4 separate regions of the Sus scrofa genome follow, and regions 1, 2 and 4 are each linked to region 3. The links are chromatin contacts, called in public Hi-C and HiChIP or PLAC-seq maps. All regions are on one chromosome and are shown on one strand. Each heading gives the region's core, a stretch centred on a gene start, on an enhancer-like site or on the middle of the called end of the contact. The rest is flanking DNA. Distances are from core to core; before and after follow the strand shown. Region 1 overlaps PDZD9 (PDZ domain-containing protein 9). Region 2 holds the start of LOC100524613 (cytochrome b-c1 complex subunit 2, mitochondrial). Region 3 holds the start of EEF2K (eukaryotic elongation factor 2 kinase). Region 4 holds the start of CDR2 (cerebellar degeneration-related protein 2).

Region 1 (3,259 bases), core at 248-2,747, 200 kb before region 3:
ATCTCTGGCCTTGCTCAGTGGGTTAAGGATCTGGCATTGCCATGAGCTGTGGTATGAGTCGCAGACACGGCTCGGATCCTGCGTTGCTGTGGCTGTGGTGTAGGCTGGCGGCTACAGCTCCGATTAGACCCTTAGCCTGGGAACCTCCATATGCCACAAAAAGAAAGAAAGAAGGAAAGAAAGAAAGAAAGAGGAAGAAAGAAAGGGTTACTGCATTTACCCAAGCATGTCATGACAATGTCAGTGGAGATAAGCAGTAGGGGAAAAAAGCATTTGGGAGAAAAATCCAGGGCCATGGGTAGGGAGGGGGTGAAATATGTTTTTTACAGAACTGAATCACACAAGCAAAGTTTCAAAGCCTGAGGAGTAATTTCAAACAGCAAGTTATTTTCCCAAGAGGAAGCTTCTGAAAAGACTCATTTTCAGTTCACAGGAGGCTTCTGGGGCAACTTTCAGCACACTCTTTCAGCATCTCATACACACACACTTAAGGAGAAGTGACAAGTTACTACTTGCCAAGCCTTTGCCAAATCTATGTGCCTGTGGTATTTGGGGGCTCAGGTGTCCTCCTCACCGGTGAAGGAGGGGCTCCCCCTGTCCCACACCTCCAGCTGCGGGGAGCTGGCTGGCTCATGGCCCTTTCAACTCCAAGCAAGGGTCCTTGCTTATCTCCAACCTCCCCCTCCTGGAGACCACGGATGCTTTCTGTCCAGAAAACAAGGTAACCCAGAATGAGAAGGTACCATCTTCAGAGCCTTTGCAGGATTATAGGAGCGATTTGGAACCAGTTATCCTCTCCTTGAGTCTCTGGTTTTCCTGAGCAATCAGAGAACTGGCATCACAGCCAGGGTCTGAGTCCCAACCTCAGTTTGCAAATTAAAGGTGCTTATGATATAATCTACGATGAAGCCCAGTCTCCAAAGACAGCGGGGTGAAGTTAAAGAAGCCAGACTCAAAAGACTCCATATGACATGATTCCGGTTTTGTAACATTCTCCGTGGCAGGGGCGAAACCGTAGAAAACAGATCAGGAGCTGGGGTGGCGAGAGGCATGGGCAGCGAATGGGCATCGCGAGGTAATTTGGAGGGTGGTGGAAATTACATCTTGTTTGTGGCAGTGGTTAAACACGGGTATATGATTGTTAAAACTCACAGAGCTGTCCGCTGAAAAGGGGAGGCTCTTACTGTATGTAAATTACAGTCTGGTAAACAAATGTTGGTGAGAGGCTGTGTGCCAGGCTGAGTGTGATGGTCCCGTTTTACAGAGGGGGGGGGAGTTACCTTTAGCGCTTTTCTGAACAGGCTTCTTCATAGCCCCGGGAGGGCAGGCCGCTCAGGAGGGCCTCCCGGAGCCAAAGCTGGAGCCGGTCCAACTCCCAACTGCTTTCGAACCTTGCCGGAGCCGGGGCGCGGCGGGCCCGACTACGGGCGGCGAGATCTCGGGCCGGCCCCCAGGGGGCGCTGCGACCACGCTGTCCAGAAGTGCGGCGCTCCGCTCCGAGGACCCTGGAAAATGCAGTGCAGGAAAACTTTGGTGGAGAAAAACAATACTTCTGCGGGGAGTCGCACAGTGCTTGGCCCACCGTGGGGTTCGTCACCCATTCTTGGGAAACTGCTGAAAAATGGAGAGGGTGGAGGAAGCCCATGAGAGAGTCTCTCAAAGAGGTGAGGTTGTCAGCAGAGGAAGATCCTAGCTAGCTCTTAAAAGAGCACAGAATCCCCTGCTGCTCTCCAATAATGGTATTTTTAAATATTGTTACATCAACTGCGCCAACTGCTTTGGAACGGCACGCTTTTCATGGATGTTTTGAATGAGAAAAGGCCAAGAGTGGCCTGAAAAAAATGAGTCACGATTAGGAGAGGAATTAATTCTTCCTCCTTTTTTCCAAAATAATCCTTCCTCCCCCACACACATTCACTCATACAGCAAGTATTTACTGGAAGCCTGCTCTGTGGTTTGTGCTGATGCTGGGGATACAACAGCAGACAAAACAAACAAGGGCTCTAGCCTCTTGGAACTTAGATTTAAAAAAACACAGGGAGTTCCCTGATGGCCTAGCAGTTAAGGATCTGGCGTTTTCATCTGACTTGGGTTTGATCCCTTGCCCAGGGAACTTCGGAGTGCCATGGAATGCCCCCCACCCCCCCAAAAATCAGATGTCTTTTGTCATTTTTTTTTAGGGCCACACCCGAGGCACATGGAGGTTCCCAGGCTAGGGGTCAAATAGGAGCTGTAGCTGCCGGCCTACACCACAGCCACAGCCACACCAGATCCAAGCTGCATCAGTGACCTACACCACAGCTCGCAGCAACACCAGATCCTTTACCTACTGAGGCCAGGGATTGAACCTAAGTCCTCATGGATACCAGTCAGGTTCGTTAACTACTGAGCCACGACAGGAACGCCAAAAAAATCAGACGAAGTGAACAATTTTAGGAAGGTATAAATTATCAAAAATAAATTCTAGAAGAAACTGAAAACAGTGTACTGAGGTGGGTCCTATTGTCACCCCCACTCTGACGAAACTGAAAGGCTAGGCCTCTCGTGTTTATGCCTTCAACAAAGAGTAATCAAGCACCTATCAGGTGTCAGGCACTGTGCAAAGATTTCCATGGTAAACTCGGCAGGTTCCAGCTTACTCAGCGGTTTCTGGGGCTCTACCCAGACAATAAAGCAGGGAAGATTTCCTGTTGGATAAATCTCGTGTTGTAGTGGCTGATACAGAATGAAATGAAATGAAAAGAGTCATCCTGTTCCCTGTTACTCACAACAAGGCATCTCCTACAGGTGGCTCCTTGTGACAGAGTGCCTCTGTCCTCCTCCAACAAGTCTGGAAAGGCATCTGTCTAGACACCAAACGAATTCTATCATACAATGCATCCTTTTCCTCCATCTTCCTATCAGGAAAGGAGGGTGAGAGTTTGCAGGAATAAAGAACATCGGCATTCAAGGTCCTGTGAGGGGAGCCCATCACTGCCTGGCACACAGGATCCATCCGCCTTTCCTCCATCCCAGGCAGAAAATGCTTTTTTTTTTTCTTCTTAAAGCATAGCTGACTTACACTGCTGTGTTGATTTCTGCTGTACAGCATAGAAACCCAGCCATATACATATATACGCACACACATTCTTTTTCCCATATTACCTTCCACACACTCTATCCCAAGAGATTGGATAGAGTTCCCTGGTGCTGTAGAGTAGGACCTCACTGCTCATCCATTCTAAGTGTAATAGTTTGCATCTACCAACCCTCAACTCCC
Region 2 (3,260 bases), core at 316-2,815, 250 kb before region 3:
CGCATCTGCAACCTACACCGCAGCTCCCGGCAACGCCGGATCGTTAACCCACTGAGCAAGGGCAGGGATCGAACCCGCAACGTCATGGTTCCTAGTTGGATTCGTTAACCACTGCACCACAACGGGAACTCCTATGTTTTTTTTTTTTAATTGTTTTAGTTTTCAGCATTTTCAGAACAAACAGTTCGTGTTTTGTTACCCAGTTATTTTTCAACTAATCATTAAGATTTTTTTCCTTTTTCTGGTTTTATTTCATTTACATGTTCACCTACTGTACTGGTTAGTTTTTGTTGTTTGTGAACTCTAGAAAATAGGCATCACACTGAATATAGTTACTTAATGCTTTTACATTTAGCATTGTTTCTAAGACTCACTGATGTCATAAAAGAAGAAACTCATTACCAGCACTACTTGCCATAATATTCAAAATAAATATACAACTATTAAAATAGAACAATGTTCATTTATGTACCAACTTAAAATCATCACATGCATCACTGTGTAAGTGTATCACATTTTCACCACCGGGTATTAGAAGTCGCCTGGTATCTCCTGTTAGATAAGGCGGAGCAATTCACCCACAAGCCAAAGAAGACCTAAGTTTGTGTATGCTTTGTAACATCTACAGTACCAGCCCTTATGAAATTTTAATGCACATATGAATCAACTTGGGATCTTGCAAAGGTGCAGATTTTGATTCTATATGGAACCTAGATTCTGCATTTCAAACAAACTCCTAAATGATATTGATGTTGGTTTCCCAACCACGCAAAGTGGCAGGGTACCAGACTGTTAAGTCCCTGAAGGGCAGGGATCATGCCTTATTCTTTAGAATAGTGTCTGGCACAGGCAACGGCTAAGTTACTACTCGTTGAAGAAAGCACTGAATTCGCTTCCCCCCAGTCACACGACTCCCAATAAGCAACCTTCAGTTCCAGTCTCTCGCGCGAGCGCACCACTACTATTCAAAATTTTTAATCTAAGACAAAACTATAGCTCAGTTTTTATTTTCTACGTAATCCCAGTCTAGAATATAAATTCCATGAGAGTAGAGACCTTAGTTGTGAGGATTTCCTAAATTTCAGTCTCCCCGGACCTGATCTGGAAGTAAGAACAGCGAATTCTCTGGGTAAGGCCTCTGCTCTCATGGAGCTAATGATCTAGCGAGGACTTCAAGCGAGAGGCGATCACACCAGGTTTCTACGTCCAAGCCTTTGCTGCAGGGCAGCCACGGAGACCCGCTCCCAAGGCCACGGCCACCAGGCAGTGGGAAGTCCTGGAACTCAGTCGCCGCGGGGGGGAAAGCCCCGGGCAGGGGCTCTTTCATTGGACAGTCCAGATCGGGAGAATCCAAAGTGGCGGGGGTGCTGGATGGGCTGTCCTAGACGTAGAAAAGGACTACAGAGTGGATATCCGCGCCAGGAAGAGAAATCTAAAAGTGGTCATTTAAATTGCCTTCTGAATATTTCCTTACGAAATTATGTGTCTCCCTAGCCTGCGTCTTGGAGGAATTGGACTGGTCCAACCTCCTCCGGGGAGCAGTAGAGCGCAGGCGGGTCGTGTAGAGAGGCCCCTCAGTAGGCGTGGGAAAGAGTGTCGCGGGGAGAGTTGGGCCATTCCCGCCCTCCGCCACCATCTTGCTCTCCTGTAAGGCGGTTGTGACCGCGGGTCCGAGCAATCTTAAGCCATGAAGCTTATAACCAGAGCCGGATCCTTCTCGGTGAGCACAGCCGGCGGGCTTGGGGCAGGGTTGGGAGAGCAGTTTGTTAGCAAGGTCATACGGACAGGAGGTGCCTGGTTTGGGGTCCCGGTGCCTTGGGCTCTGTTCTGCCCTTCAGCTGAACCCTGCCGGCCAAGTGGTCTGCAGGCTGGGTGGGTCGGGCGGCCGAAGGACAGCTCGTGGTCTGAGTACCGGAGACCCAATGCCGGAAAACCGAAAGAGAGGGAGAGGGTTTGAGAGCCGAGGTGCAGCGACTGGGCGTGGGAGACCTTTGAAGGTCATTAGTGCACTTTGCTGGAGAAGGCGACCGCCAGACCTCGGACGCAGGAGGCCGGCGTAGACCTACCTGTCAGCCTCGGCCCCCCGTCCCTACCCGTCAGCCTCGGCGTATGCTTCTTGGCGTATCACGGAGCATCACCTTTTCCAATGGGCTTATGAGTATGATCCTAAGGAAGAAATGAGCTAATGTCTTTGTAGCGTTTTTCGCAGTGCCTGGAAGTTGTTACTGTGGTCTCCTGCTTTTCTTGATCTCTTGTCAGAGTTTATCCAGGAGGGGTTCTTGGCCTGCCCTCAAGAGCTTAAGCTCATTCAAGCCAAGCCGGAGTGAAGCATAGCTGTTGTCTGGGGAAATCTCCTCTAAGTGTCAGTGTTATATGTGTGGAACGGTAGTTATGGGGGGGGGGTCTTGTTCTCAGATTGAAAAATCTCAGCAAAGCCGCCTTTGTTCCTAGGAGACAGTTGGCAATATCTAGAGACATTTTTGGTTGTAACAACTTGTGGGGGAGTTCTGCACCTGAACATCCTACAGTGCCTAAAGCCATCCACGGCAAAGAATTGTCCAGTCCCAAATGCCAAAATTACCTGGGTTTGCAAGGTAACCTAGGAACCTGATAGAAGGAGGTGCAAAAGACCAGGGAATGGAGTTTCTCTGCACTTAATGTTTAAGTAGATAAACTATGAATTGTACAAATAGCCCTAATTTAGTCTACAATTGTCTTACCCTTCCTAACACCCCTAGACAAACCAGTGATTAGAGGAAAACCCAGTTAGACTGGGCAAAGATCTCCAAAGCTCCTCCTCCATTCCATCCATCTCCACTTTCCAGTAGGAAAAAAATACTCAGTTCCCATCGTGGCTCAGTGGAAACGAATCTGACTAGAATCCATGAGGACACAGGTTCAATCCCTGGCCTTGCTCAGTGGCTTAAGGATCTGGCGTTGCTATGAGCTGTGGTGTAGGTAGTAGACACAGCTCAGAACTGAGCTTGCTGTGGCTGTAGCGTAAGCCAGCAGCTACAACTCCGATTCCCTAGCCTGGGAACCTCCATATGATATGCCACAAGTGCAGCCCTAAAAAAGCAAAAAAAAAAAAAAAAAAAAAAATAAAATTAAAAAAATTTTTAAAATAAAACAGTAAAATCACTAGGAGGGTTAACTATATGAAACTAGGAACCAGCTTAATACAGCACTGATGCTGAATGCACAACCAACAGCCTCCACCCCCTGGACAACACCGAGGGGCATTGCAGCCTCTGAAGGAG
Region 3 (3,406 bases), core at 491-2,990:
TGGGGCCGTCCCTCCATCCTACCTGCAGGAGAAGAGGGGGGGTCCTTCAAATTTCTCTCTCTCTCTCTTTTTTTAACCCCAAACCAGCAGGAGCCCTGAAATAAAGATGCCCTTTACCAAGAAGAGCCACCTTGGACATCTGCTGGGCAAATGTATCTCTAAAGCCTCATTTTTAAAAATCATTTTTATTTTTTCCATTGTAGTTGGTTTACAGTGTTCTGTCAATTTTCTACTGTACAGCAAAGCGACCCAGTCACATACACACACACGTATATTCTTTTTCTTACATTATCCTCCATCATGTCCATCACAAGTGACTAGATATAGTTCTCTGTGCTACACAGCAAGATCTCATTGCTTATCCCCTCCAAATGCAGTAGTTTGCATCTATGAACCCCAAGCTCCCAGTCCATCCCACTCCCTCCCCCACCTTGGTAACCACAAGTCTGTTCTCCAAGTCCATGCATTTCTTTTCTGTGACAAGCTTCATTTGTGCCGTATATTAGATTCCAGATATAAGCGACATCCTACGGTATTTGTTAAAGCCTCATTTTTATGATCTGTAGAGTAAAGCTAGTGAGACCTACCTCTAGGGTTGGTGTGAAGAGGAATGAGATAAATCACTCGATAAACATCACTGTTACTTTTATTTCTAAGAGTTGTGAAATTTCTAAAATTTCCCTAGAAGGTTTATCTGGAAGAATATCCATGTGTGCACAGTAGTTATCATTCGTTTTATTGCCTTTTCTTCTTTATAACTTTTCATATCTATTCATTCATATCACAGGCATTTATTAAGCACTTACTATGTGCCAGGCCATGTGCTAACAGGAATACAGACAGCAATGTACTAGGCAGGTCAGGGACCTCTAGAGATGATATTAAACAATTATACACATTCCTACTGTATAGCATAGAGAATTGTATCCAGTCTCTTGAGATAGACACCATGGAAGATGATATAAGAGACAGAATGTATGTACATGTGTGACTGGGTTGCTTTGCTGTACAGCAGAAATTGGCACAACATTATAAATTGAAAACATTTAAAAGTTAGTGTTCCTGACGTGGCGCCCCGGAAACAAATCCAACTAGGAACCATGAGGTGGCAGGTTTGATCCCTGGCTCACTCAGTGGGTTAAGGATCTGGCATTGCCGTGAGCTGTGGTGTAGGTCGCAGACGTGGCTCAGATCCAGCGATGCTGTGGCTGTGGCGTGGGCCAGCAGCCTTAGCTCGGCTCAGAGGCCTAGCCTGGGAACCTCCATATGCCAGTGGGTGGGGCCCTAAAAAGACAAAAATAAAGAATAGAAAAATTATACACATGATTGCCGTAGTCATAAGCGCCTAAGTTTTTACGAAGCAGAAATCCGGGGTGGGATGGGGGGGCGATCCATTCTTGATAAAAATATTTTAAGGTTATGCTTAGAGAAGTACCAACGACGACATGCGATCACTCTTTGGAAAGGACTTGAATACAGAACGAGGCAGCCAGCTATGGAGGATGGTAAGGTGCGGTGCGCAAGGGAGGAGTTGGCTGTCCCTTGGCGGGTCAGTGCCAGGCCCTCCCCACCCGATGGGCCCTGAAGCCGTATACTCAGCAGGCTGGGGAGCTGGGGACGGAGCGCCGGCAGGTCCACGCGGCGGCTGCAAAAGCGGTGACGGCCACGGGAGGGCGGCCACGTGAACGATGCACCGAGTGCCCGCCCGGCCGTGGCCCCGCCCCTGCCTGCCTCCTCCTACCCAAGCCCCAGCTCCAGCTCGGCTCCAGTGGGGATCCGCCGCCCGCACACCCAGCGCTGCAGCCGCCCCAGCTCCGCAGACAGTGGTCTGCGCCCGCGCCCTTGGAACGCGCCCCCAGCACACGGGATCCTTCCAGCAGCCCCGCGTGCCCCCTTGCGCCCCGGGATCGGTCCGGCGGCCGCAGCTGCCTCCTTGGAGCGCCCGCCTGCGCGCCCGGCTCTCCGCTCCCCGGCGCTCTCGGGGGGCCCGCCCGCCCTGCACCCTGGAGCACCGGGCCACGAGCTTCTGCCAGCTCCTCTGGATCCTCGCGGCCGTGAGCAGCGGCTGCCTCGCCTGTCCGCCCGGAGCAGGTAGGTGGGGTGGCGGTTGGCTCTGAGAGCCGGGATCGGGCGCTGCAAACAGGCTGGGGCTTAAAAGTGAGGACCCAGGCGGAAGGGACGGGTGAGGGTTAGGCTCTTCGGGGCTCAGTGTTTGCTTCTGTAAAATGGGGCCGTCGTGCAGATTCACGGCAGTGACTATAGGAAAACTACTCGGCACGTGATGGTGTGGGAGAGGCAGCTTGGGGGCCGCCAGCCGGGGCGCCTCGGGGCCCGCAGAGGGTGGGGACAGCCCTGCCTTCCTTCCCCTGCAGGGCCCAGAGCCACGTCCCCTTCCCCGGCCCCCGAACAAGAGGCCCTAATTCCCAGAACCCCGAGGACAGTGTAGACGCGCCCTTGCTGCATTGTTGGCTGCGGGAGTTCGGGTGTTGGCAGTCTCCGGGGACGTGTGCGCCAAGAGACTGGGCATTAATATGCGGGCGGCGACGCGGGGGCGGGAGCCTACCGGGTGAGTCCCGGCCTAGATCCGCTCCGCGGGCCTGGGGGAACGCGGGGAACCAGCCTGGTTGTCCGGCTAGTGAGAGGGAGGGGGGCTGCTCCGTCTGCCCCGTGGGGACGCGGTGTGAGAGCCTGACTTCTGGGACCTCCACCCTGGAAGCTGCCTGCCTTGGGGCCCATCAGCCAGGACATTGTCCACCCCCTCTGATTTTACGGAGGAGGAACTTGAGGCTCAGAATGAGCCAAGGGCAGATACCCGGAACTGTGGGAATATAGAGCGAGCAGGTGAGAGCGGAGAGCAAACGCTGTGTGTGTGTGTGTTGGGGGGAAGGTTATTGGGCAAGACTTCCTGAAGAAAGTGATGCTTGAGCTGAGCTGGAAAGGATGCCAGTGGGAGGAGGAAGGGTATAGGGGTGGAGTTGTGCAGGTGTCTTCTCCCTCTGTGGGCTCCACAACACCTCACATTCATTCTTTTGGCTCACGTGTGTATTCAACAAATATATTGCTTGATGACGGGAATTCAGGTGTAACATGGTTGGGATTGCCGCCTCCCTTTCCTCTCAAGTTCTTTGATGTTGCGTTTTTTTGTTTGTTTGTTTGGTTTTTTTTTTTTTTTTTTTTTTTTTTTTTGTCTTTTTACGGCCACACCAGCCGGCATATGGAGGTTCCCAGGCTAGGAGTCTAATCGGAGCTGTAGCCGCCAGCCTAAAGCCACAGCAAAGCCAGATCCCAGGTGTGTCTGCAGTCTACACCACAGTTCACAGCAACACCGGATCCTTAACCCACTGAGTGAGGCCGGGGATTGAACCTACCACCTCATGGTTCCTAGTCAGATTTGTTTCCGCTGCAC
Region 4 (2,908 bases), core at 6-2,505, 180 kb after region 3:
CCCAGTTGCAAGTCCCTGCTATTAAGAGGCAAAAAACTGGCATTGGCTCCAAAGTGAAGGCCCCTCTAAGGTGTCTCTCTGGAGACAAGAAATCCAAGACAGGCTAGGGCCTGTTTTAAACGAACACCTGTTTTTAACTAGAAAGCAAGGGTGCAAATTGAAGGAAGGGGAATACCGCTGAAGTGCCCTCAAGTCATGTCCCTTGCATCTGGTGAACACAAGCAAAAATTTTCCCGCAACTGAAAAAGCCGTAAAACAGGTGGTGAAGAGATAAGGTTTGGGCAGAGGCTACGACGACTCCCCAGTCTGAGTGTGTGGCTTCATAAATACGTTCTCCCCCACTTAATCTGGAGGAAGGCACTTGGCAGCGTTAGTCTCCGCTTTGCCCATCTGGAAAATGGGGATAACACAAGTTACTCTCTCGCGGAGTTATGGTGCCCATCGAATGTGTGAAAAGGGCTAGACAAGGTTCCTGCCACCTGCAGCAGCTCACACTTGGCACCGACTGTGTTTTCTCCCGGAGGCGGAGAGGCAGCAGGGGCCCCTGAGCCCAGCAAGGGCTCCCCTCTCTGCTCCGAGTAATGCCATGGGGATTAAATCAGTTAATCTGGGGAAAGCGCGTCAAACGGTGCCTGGCGCCCAGCTAGCAGGAGGGGTGATGATGGTGATGCTGATATTGGTACCTGCGCAGAAGCCCGAGTCCCGCGCAGCGCAGTTCCCCGGGGCGGGATGGGCAGGCGCGACAGTCCCAACACCAGGTGAGCGCCAGACCTTCCCTGCACTTGGCATCTGTTGGCCCCGAGGAAAAGCAACTTTTTAAGTTTCGCGGCGGGAGAAGCCGTGAGCCGGCAGCGCCCCGGCCAGGCCCTGCCAGGCGACCGCGCCCTCACCTTGCTGGAGGTCCTGGTGGTCGTACCACGGCTCGTCCTCCTTCATCTCAAACTCCTCCACCAGGTTTTCCGCCAGCATCTCGGCCGGCTCTTCCGGGGGCAGCGGCCCCCGCCGCCGCCGGCCCGCCTCAGCCGCTGCCCCGGGCTTTCCGCCGGCCCCTCCGCCCTCGGCCAGAGCCGCCCTCGGGCGGGACGCGCCGCCGCCCTGGCTCTGCCGCGCAGTCCGACCACAGCTAGCCGCCGCTGCCGCCGCGGGGCGGCTCGCAGCGCAAGCCTCGGACCGGCTTTCCGACTCGCCTCGCGCAGCTCAAAGAGTCCCAACGGCCAGCGCCCAGGCGCTAGCGCCCCGGCCGGCGCCCAGAGCCGGCTCCTCACGCCGCAGCCCGGCCCAACGTGGCACTTTGGCAGAACCCTCCCCGATCTGGGCTGCGATTCAAACCCCCGGCGGCGCCTCAGCCAATCGCGAGAGGGATGTCGGCCGAGCGGCAGCGACATCGTCCAATCCCGTCTCACTGCAGTCCCGCGGTTCGCCGGGTTTCAAGGGCAAGCAGCCAATGGGAACTCCGGGGGAAACAAAGAAGGCGGGAAAAGGGGAAGGGGTGCGGCCGAAGGTCCCGCCCCTCTCTGCTTTGAGTAGCTACTGGGCGTATTCGCGTTACACAGGTGTGGATGTGGCGGCCTCAGCGGCCACTGTGGTGGGTGTCGGGCGCGCTGGCCAGTGGACTGGCTGCGTGGGCGTGAGGGGCGGGAGTCTGGCCTCGGAGCATAAGGCAGTTGCTGGCAGGCGGCGTGAAGGGTTCCGGGATCCTGAGATCCGCTGTCCCGCCGGCCTCTGCTGGTCTTTTCACGCCCAGATTTGGTCTCCTCTACGCAGAGAAATTGAGGGTCGGTCGAAAGTTTAGGGCTGTTAGCTATTTTCTCCTTGATATCTGAGTACAATCAGCTGAGGATTGTACTCACTCCCCCTGAAACGGTGAGCCTCAAACCCACTTGAGTATCTGGGGACAAACAGGAACCGGTGCAGTTGACGGTAACTTAGCCTTAAAAAAAAAAGAAAGAAAGAAATTGCAGGCATTTTTGCATACTTTTAAAAAGATTCACAGATCACAGGACTCTGGAGTCATAATGTTAACACCTGCAGAGAATGCAGTCGAAGCACTAGATGGCCAGCAGAGCAGTGAACACTCGTCTCCAAAGACAATAGCAAAATAAATAACTGCCGGTAGGTTGTGGATTTCACCAGCATTGTGCAGACAAAACACAGACATTTTAAAATAGGGTTACAGACCAGAAGGTCAGTGTTCTCAGCCTTGATGTAACGGTAATGCACAGCTGACAGACAACGGTGCTGTCTCTTAAAGTAGAATGCGCACTAATAAACGTAGAAGGACTTACGGTGTTAGAAGTAATAAAAGCAGAAATGGTAAACTGATAAATTCTTTTCTTCTGAAGCCAAATATGCTAAAAGGTAAAATGTTACTGATAAATTTTTTATTGCTAGGCTAAGACAGAAGCTAGGTTGTGCGTCTAGCTAGTCTAGCCTGTACTGCTCTAATTGTCAATATTCTGGTAGAGAAATTAGTCCCTAGCCGAAAGAAAATAATCACACCCAACTATCTTTTTTTTTTTTCTTTGCTTTCTAAAAAATTTATTTATTTATTTTGTCTTTTTAGGGCTGCACCCATGGCATATGGAGGTTCCCAGGCTGGGGGTCAAATCGGAGCTGTAGCTTCGATCTACACAGCTGATGGCAATGCTGGATACTTAACTCCCTGAGGGAGGCCAGGGATCAAACCTGTGTCCTCATGGTTGCTAATGAGATTCGTTAACAACTGAGCCACCGCAGGAACTCCAAACTCAACTATCTTAATTTAAAAGTCACTATGGATAGAGCTCTTTGGAAAGAGAGATGATTGGATTTAGGATTTGTGGATGGTGATTTGTGGAAGCTGAAGGGGCAGAAACATGTCTCTGATCGCTAAGAGACAGTTTTTTAGTCTCTAATCTGCAAGATTGAA

What was found. Hi-C and Micro-C count contacts between places; a contact is called where the count stands out from the background. HiChIP or PLAC-seq counts read pairs in DNA pulled down with a chosen protein or histone mark.
Region 1: a Hi-C map of retroperitoneal adipose tissue shows a contact between it and region 3, with 1.8 times the contacts expected there. The contact joins the enhancer-like site here to the promoter of EEF2K in region 3. A contact is called at or near these places in 4 of 5 promoter capture datasets (fetal liver, fetal skeletal muscle and liver), 25 of 47 Hi-C or Micro-C datasets (adipose tissue, alveolar macrophages, blood and 17 more) and 2 of 2 datasets of contacts at active chromatin or transcription factors (alveolar macrophages and skeletal muscle).
Region 2: a contact with region 3 is called in an H3K27ac HiChIP or PLAC-seq map of skeletal muscle. The contact joins the promoter of LOC100524613 here to the promoter of EEF2K in region 3. A contact is called at or near these places in 1 of 47 Hi-C or Micro-C datasets (skeletal muscle) and 2 of 2 datasets of contacts at active chromatin or transcription factors (alveolar macrophages and skeletal muscle).
Region 4: a contact with region 3 is called in a Hi-C map of skeletal muscle, with 5 times the contacts expected there. The contact joins the promoter of CDR2 here to the promoter of EEF2K in region 3. A contact is called at or near these places in 11 of 47 Hi-C or Micro-C datasets (alveolar macrophages, embryonic fibroblasts, fetal heart ventricle and 6 more) and 2 of 2 datasets of contacts at active chromatin or transcription factors (alveolar macrophages and skeletal muscle).

The regions. Positions count from the first base shown.
Region 1 is chr3:24,181,514-24,184,772 of Sscrofa11.1, reverse strand. It overlaps PDZD9 (PDZ domain-containing protein 9), which reads right to left. Exons shown (of 5, transcript XM_021086490.1): 2 at 1,281-1,505. The coding sequence starts at 1,311. Among named protein-coding and RNA genes, the nearest start is that of PDZD9, 6.9 kb to the right of the region's middle. Within about 2 kb of position 1,497, at least 37 of the 83 cell types and tissues checked have an H3K27ac peak or open chromatin away from gene starts, as enhancers often do. A contact at or near this core is called in adipose tissue, brain, embryonic fibroblasts and 6 more, where this site is marked.
Region 2 is chr3:24,227,136-24,230,395 of Sscrofa11.1, reverse strand. LOC100524613 (cytochrome b-c1 complex subunit 2, mitochondrial) reads left to right here and starts at 1,565. Exons shown (of 14, transcript XR_002342381.1): 1 at 1,565-1,720.
Region 3 is chr3:23,978,565-23,981,970 of Sscrofa11.1, reverse strand. EEF2K (eukaryotic elongation factor 2 kinase) reads left to right here and starts at 1,740. Exons shown (of 19, transcript XM_003124551.6): 1 at 1,740-2,091.
Region 4 is chr3:23,795,150-23,798,057 of Sscrofa11.1, reverse strand. It overlaps CDR2 (cerebellar degeneration-related protein 2), which reads right to left and starts at 1,255. Exons shown (of 5, transcript XM_021086479.1): 1 at 891-1,255. The coding sequence starts at 969.